Regions from separate parts of the Mus musculus genome. Here region 1 is linked to region 2. A link is a contact called in public Hi-C data. All regions are on one chromosome and are shown on one strand. The core of a region is the stretch at or near the end of the contact, and the rest is flanking DNA. Distances in the headings are between cores, read along the strand shown.

Evidence for each region. A called contact is a pair of places that touch in the nucleus more often than the background predicts.
Region 1: a Hi-C map of cortical neurons shows a contact between it and region 2, with 2.1 times the contacts expected there. The contact joins the promoter of Kctd8 here to the enhancer-like site in region 2. A contact is called at or near these places in 1 of 39 promoter capture datasets (pre-B cells), 3 of 484 Hi-C or Micro-C datasets (cerebellum and cortical neurons) and 2 of 9 other capture datasets (liver and pancreatic islet).

What each region holds. Positions count from the first base shown.
Region 1 is chr5:69,339,726-69,343,067 of GRCm38.p6, reverse strand. Kctd8 (potassium channel tetramerisation domain containing 8) reads left to right here and starts at 1,359. Exons shown (of 2, transcript NM_175519.5): 1 at 1,359-2,736. The coding sequence starts at 1,767.
Region 2 is chr5:69,232,188-69,235,836 of GRCm38.p6, reverse strand. All of the region lies in intron 1 of Kctd8 (potassium channel tetramerisation domain containing 8), which reads left to right. Among named protein-coding and RNA genes, the nearest start is that of Kctd8, 110 kb to the left of the region's middle. Within about 2 kb of position 2,041, at least 7 of the 459 cell types and tissues checked have an H3K27ac peak or open chromatin away from gene starts, as enhancers often do. A contact at or near this core is called in cortical neurons, where this site is marked.

The DNA of each region.
Region 1 (3,342 bases), core at 110-2,609, 110 kb before region 2:
AAGTCTTAATCATTTGACAAAAGTATTGTGTCCTTTCATTGGTCCATTAAGCTCAGGCTGCCTCAGGTAATCTAACTTTCAAAATTGATGTAGCATTCTCTGTGGATGCGGCTTATAAGAATCAATGAATTAAATATAGTTTGTAATGCCCAAATAATAGGATATTCATCATTTATGAAAATGTAAGGTTATACCCGAATCTCAAATCCATTACTATTTGGGTGATTTTGAGTGGGAGGAACCATAGAGAAGCATTTGGGGTGGGGATTATAACAGTAAAGTTTGTATGTAATTTTTATTTATAAATACTTTTGGAGCAAACTCCTTTGTGTCTCAAAACTCCATATTCAGTTTAGCATTTTGTAAGACAATGATTCCCATTTATGGTCATTAAGTTACACCTAGTGCTGGACAGCCTGTTAAATTATCTAGCAATGGAAAGGAATTTCTCTTCTGAATTTCAGTCTTCTTTTTCCATCACAAATAACGCTGATTTGTATTTGTGAGCAGAGCACTAGAGTTAGGGAGACAACAAAGCATAAGTCATCCTCTTGCTCTGAGAGACTGCAAGGGAAATAAAAAGAAGGATGGATCAGGAGGATCAAGATTAGAAAAAAATAAAATAAAATTGTCCCCTTTCTGTCTCTTCCTCAACTTCTGTGCATCAACTTTTGTGACCTTGGTTGCAGAGAGTTGCTTTGTTACTCATAGTCCTTTATTGCTTTTGTGAAATGGAATCAAACTTATGAGTTTTAAATCCTAACAGGATGTAGAATATCAGTTACAATCACGTCATTTGATGCCAAGGGATAGGTAAAGGGGGATCTGCCTCTCTCTCTCTCTCTCTCTCTCTCTCTCTCTCTCTCTCTGTATACACACACACACACACACACACACACACACACACACACACACACAATCACACACACACTTTAAAGATACAATAGTTGGGATTCAACTCCACCTAGCTCACAGCCCCCAGCCCTTTAACAAACACAGCCCAAACGCCAGTATCTGCAACACAATAGCTGAGAATTCAGGTTATAGGCCCTCTCTTTGAAGAGAGTAAAGCTAGTTTTGTTAAGGAGGAAGATAAGAAAGAATTGGGGGCGGGGTGCGGAGAGAAAATAAATGAGATTCTGTTGCAATGAAGAGAGTTGTAGTCCACTTTCTCTGGATTCTTTGTGTTGTCCTCTTCAGCTTTGTCCCATCCTGTCTTTCTCCTTTTGCCCCTGCCCTCATCCCAGTTCCCTAGCTCTGGAGTCGCCAGGCCAGCCCCAGAGCCTATCCCTTTAAATGACAGCTGTGGCTCCAGTCCCAGTTCGGAGCTTGACGTCAGTGCCACCTCCTGGGCTGCTAGTAGTTAGCGCCGGCGCCGGCGCTCCCGGCTGAGGCGCGCTGGCTCGCCTGCAGCCGGGGGTGAGTTTTCTTCGCTCCGGCCCCGCCTCCTGCCCTCCCCTCGGAGAGCCGCGCGCAGCCCCCGAACCTCCTCTCCAAGTCTCTCGCACAGTTGCAGTCGGTCACCCTAAAGGAGCAGCCGTGCTCGCTCGCGGAGGTCCATTCCTGAGAGTCTCTCCCCGATGGAGCTTGGGCGCCTCCGACGCCGCTGCTGCCGGGAACCCTGAGCAGCGCCGGGTGCCCTGAGGACCGCGCCGGCCAGCCAGAGAGTGCAGGGCTACCGGGCGCACGCCGAGGACCCGGGACCTCGAGGCTCTGGGAAGCACTCCGTGCGGCTCTCCTGGGTCACCTGGCCGGTGGCTGGGACCATGGCTCTGAAGGACACGGGCAGCGGCGGCAGCACCATCCTCCCGATCAGCGAGATGGTGTCCGCGTCCAGCTCTCCCGGCGCTCCGCTGGCCGCCGCCCCGGGGCCCTGCGCCCCGTCGCCCTTCCCCGAGGTAGTGGAGCTGAATGTTGGCGGCCAGGTTTATGTGACCAAGCATTCGACGTTACTCAGCGTCCCGGACAGCACTCTGGCCAGCATGTTCTCACCCTCTAGTCCCCGGGGCGGCGCTAGGCGCCGGGGCGACTTGCCCAGGGACAGCCGCGCGCGCTTCTTCATCGACCGCGACGGCTTCCTCTTTAGGTACGTGCTGGATTACCTGCGCGACAAGCAGCTGGCACTGCCCGAGCACTTTCCCGAGAAGGAGAGGCTCCTGCGCGAAGCAGAGTTCTTTCAGCTCACCGACCTGGTCAAGCTGCTGTCGCCCAAGGTCACCAAGCAGAACTCGCTCAACGATGAGTGCTGCCAGAGCGACCTGGAGGACAACGTTTCCCAGGGCAGCAGCGACGCACTGCTGCTGCGTGGGGCGGCGGCTGGCGCGCCCTCGGGCTCTGGGGCACATGGTGTCAGTGGTGTAGTCGGTGGTGGCAGCGCTCCGGACAAGCGCTCTGGGTTCCTCACCCTGGGCTACCGTGGCTCTTACACCACGGTGCGAGATAACCAGGCAGATGCCAAGTTCAGGCGTGTGGCGCGCATCATGGTGTGTGGGCGCATAGCCTTGGCCAAGGAGGTCTTTGGGGACACTCTTAATGAGAGTCGCGACCCTGACCGTCAGCCTGAGAAGTACACATCCCGCTTCTACCTCAAGTTCACCTACTTGGAGCAGGCGTTCGATCGACTGTCTGAGGCCGGCTTCCACATGGTGGCGTGCAACTCCTCTGGCACTGCCGCCTTTGTCAACCAGTACCGAGACGACAAGATCTGGAGCAGTTACACTGAATACATCTTCTTCCGTAAGTTAGCAACCTAGCTACCTATGTATGCATCTCACACCCTTTCTCTGACATTGTTGACTGGAGGCGGGGGAAGTCCCGCTGTGGCCCAGAAGGGATGTCCCCTGCCAGAGTGCCCTGGCGGCAAGCCTGATAATCTGTACTAGCAGTTCTCCCGCCAGCATCCCTTGAGCAGTGCAGAGTACTCATCCCTTCCTCCCCCATCCCTGGATTCAGGCTCTCTTCCTGAACTTATTGATTTCTGCCTTCTTGCCCCGCCTAGCCCCAGGATGCTCTAGAAACTCTTCACTGCATAGGATTAAGAGGAGGGATGACAGTAGTGTGTGTGTGTGTGTGTGTGTGTGTGTGTGTGTGTGTGTGTGTGTGTTTGTGTGTGTGTGCCTATAGGCCCTCCTTCTCTTGTTTGATGTGAGTTTAGGGGGTCAGTTTCTTTGATCATTTCTTTAAAGGGCTAAGTGAAATGGGGACAGCGCCAAGAAAAATGCCAAGATTAGCTCCTGTGCGGTTCTACGCGCAAGAGCTCCAGTTGCGTGTGGTTTTGGAAGGACACAACTCATGAAATGGTGACTGTGCTTCTAGAATAGCCCCTCCTGAGACCTGGCACAT
Region 2 (3,649 bases), core at 792-3,291:
ATTTCTGAGTTCAAGGCCAGCCTTGTCTACAAAGTGAGTTCCAGGACAGCTAGGGCTATACAGAGAAACCCTGTCCTGAAAAACCAACCCACCCCACCCCCCAAAAAAATATGTGTAATGATGCATATACTTTAAGCAGTTCAAGGACATAGCTTTAAATCAGAAAAAAAAGGCGCATGTGGAATGACAGCTGTGGCTGCTCATGTCTATTTGCTAAGGATGTGCTTATCCAGTTGTCAGGCATGCAACAACCACTGGAGGGTTCAGACGTATTTTTTTATATCCAGAGGAGTAGCAATTAGTAGGTGTAGTAAAGATCATTTAAATATTAGTCAATTACAACAGCGTATCATCTGGTTACCTGACACCTTTTCTTCCCGCAGTAGCCTTCATAGAGCCTCCCAAGACTATGAGAGCAAGACAGCAGGAAGGAAGCTTTCGGCTCACTTCCGGTTTCACTTTTTATATCTTTTATCAAAGGTGTATGATGTCTTCAGTCACAGGGTGGAACTATTCCCTATTAGGAGGTATCTTTGACGAGCAATAAGGATGAATATCAAGAGCTTTTGGGTCTTCCCAATGGTCAACTCATAGTGCAGTGTCCCATCCCATCACCAGACTTTTGTTTAAGAACCCACAGCTGCAAGGGACTGCTGTTTGTTTGTTTGATTGATTGATTGATTTTGGCAAGGAAAATCTCTCTCTTTGAACAAGCACTTTTTAAAATTCAACTCTGTTTCATTTGATTTTATTGATGCCTAATTAAGATAAAATAAAATGTTCCTATTTATAAGCATAGGATTTTGTTTGTTGTACTTTTTGTGTTTATGTTTCATACAAAGCACGTTGCTAGGCAATAATTTTAATAATTATTCATTTGCATTTGAAAGCAAATGCAATGGCATGGATCTCTGTGCAGGTTATTTAAATGCCAGAAAATAAAGTAATACATTGGTATTTGATTTGAGAAAGAGGCATTGCTATTATTCCCTGTAAAGGAAATACCAATGAAAGTATGCACACATTCTCAAAGTGCTTTGGCAGTTAATATTTTAATACTCTTTCAAATTTAATAATGTTGTATTGTACTTGCTTATAGCAGTGTTTGACAGCAAGCATGGGGACACTGCAAATGACAGATTTTTAAAAAACCCTTTAAGGCTGCACAATTGTTTGAGTTAAGTACTTTATTCTGTGAAATAAAATATCAAGTCATTCAGCACTGAGTAATTTGTCAAAAGTTATAAACTAGTTGGTGGGAAATCTACAATGCAAATGTAGAGTTCGTTTCCCGACATACTATATGATTAGTTTCTACCTAGTAGATAATCCATATATAGAATTAAATCAGCCATAGGGTAAATAATAAATAACTTTTCCTCAGGCTATTATTCTTAAACCCTGATTATTTTAATCATCCCTGAGGGTTTAATCTGAGTTTTTGTATTTATAAAATCTCTGGCAACCATAGAAACTGTGAGGAACTTTATGCAAATATTCTTTATGGCCTTGTGTATCAAATTTGAAATATTTTTACTAGAAAGTATGAAACCGAATTGTAATTATGAGAAAACAGAGATGGGAAACAAACTCACATATAGGATACTTTCTTGAGGAAAACAGAATCTGAGAGACTAATGTGCATAAAAAATTCACATTTAAGGACTTGATTTAATTTTAGTTGTTTGCAGATGAACTGCACAAACTGCCAGAAGTAAAATTAAAGCGGAAAAAAAAACTGTATTTTTAATTTCACTGCACACGGAGCTTGAATTTTCTAGATACAAAAATTAGAAAACTCCTTGACCCCTGCCTTGATATGCTTCAGTTGTTTAAGCTGCAGTTTTATTTTCTCACAAATTAAAAACCATATTATTCGCCAAAGAGCCATTAGAGGAACAAATCTTCCTTGAAAGTGTTCTGAAACAACCTCTGCCTCCATCCTTTTGTAATTTCATTTGCAAGCTGAGAGCCGACTGGAGCATGCCAGAAGCAGCTGAAGAGAGAAGGAAGGAGGGATGTTTTATGTAACAAGATTAGCTCTCTCTTTTTGGAAGGATAGAGGATGCAACAGACAAGCTGTGATTTCCCTGTTAGAGTACCTGCTACTCATGCATGGAAATATTATGGGAAACAGCTTGCCTTCCAATGTTTGTTAATTAGAGACACAACAGTATGGATCTCGCCAACAACAAAGAAAAAAAGAAACTAATAGACAAGTTTGATGTGAAGCATAGGGAAGAGTGACTGGTTTGTGGAAGAAAGAAGAGCAGACGTGTGAAAATAAGATGAAGCCTAAGCCAAATGGATAAATTGAATGAATAATGTAAATCATTTTTATTGGAGTTCAAATTCCAAATTGGGCAATCAAATTAAAATAGGTATATGCAAAAGGGATGGGGTGTAGACATGAGGTTTTCTTCATGTCATGGTCTTAATAACTTTCAGCCAATAAAATTTCCAGTAGTCACAATTCTAAATTCCTAAGGACTCAAGACACAAGACCCTTCCCCCAAATCCCCAAATCTTGCCTGTTCTAAATCTAGAAAATATAGGCAGCTATTAATATAAACAGAATAGCACACACACGCGCGCGCCTACACACACACACACACACACACACACACACACACCATTGGGATCATAGACCTTTGGTGTTGTCATTATGAATATTAGTTACCTAAAACATGCAGTGACATATATTTGTTTACAGAGGAAATAGACAAAATGTTTTTGAGCCAGCCAATATGAGACCACTAAAGAGAGTAGTTAATATTAGAATATTCTTTATAAACATTACCTGGACTGTGGGCCATGGAAGGCAACTTAATGAAACATTGGACAACATTCTGTGATGAATATTTATTAGTCGACTTTAAGAATCTAAAATAGACACAATCTCTTATGTGAGGTAGCCTACATTCTATCATGTGCAGCTTACAGTCTATTATATAATCTACTGTGTGGACCGTTTATATTTTATAAATATGCATGAATGTTCCAAGAGAACTTGGGGAAACTTTAAATGTAATTCTGAGTTAAAATGTTATGTCAACATATAAGAGATGAGACCAAGTGCATGCCTATTTGATTTAAAGAGAAAGGCTAGTTTCCATATTGTAAATTCAGTTTTAATTGGATACAAAATAATAACAAAAGGAAGCCCATGCTCAATAGAATCACATTAACTGTACCCTGAAGTATAGTAAGGAGAAAGTCCAAGATGGAAAGCTGTGCCCATGGGAGAGATGCCATTTTCCTTAGCAACATTCAAATGTTCCTGTCTCAGGGTAAGGCCATCCCATTGTGAAAGATGCACACACCAGTTAACCTAATCTCACCATTAGATATTAAGTGCATTGAGTGAGTCTTCTTTGTTTTAACTCACTGCTCTCCTGGCCTCTCTTTTTCATTAGGTTTTTATTACCAATATTAATTATAGGTGATAATGGATTTCATTACAGCTTATTTTTCTTTCTTTTTTATTATTAATCATTTTATTCATTTACATTTCAAATGATATCCCCCCTTACTGGTTTTCCCCCCACAAACACCCTATTCTATCCCCACCTCTCCCTCTTCCTGTTTGCCTCTATGACGGTGCTTCTCCACCCACCTACCCACTTCTGCCTCACCGCTCTAGCATCCC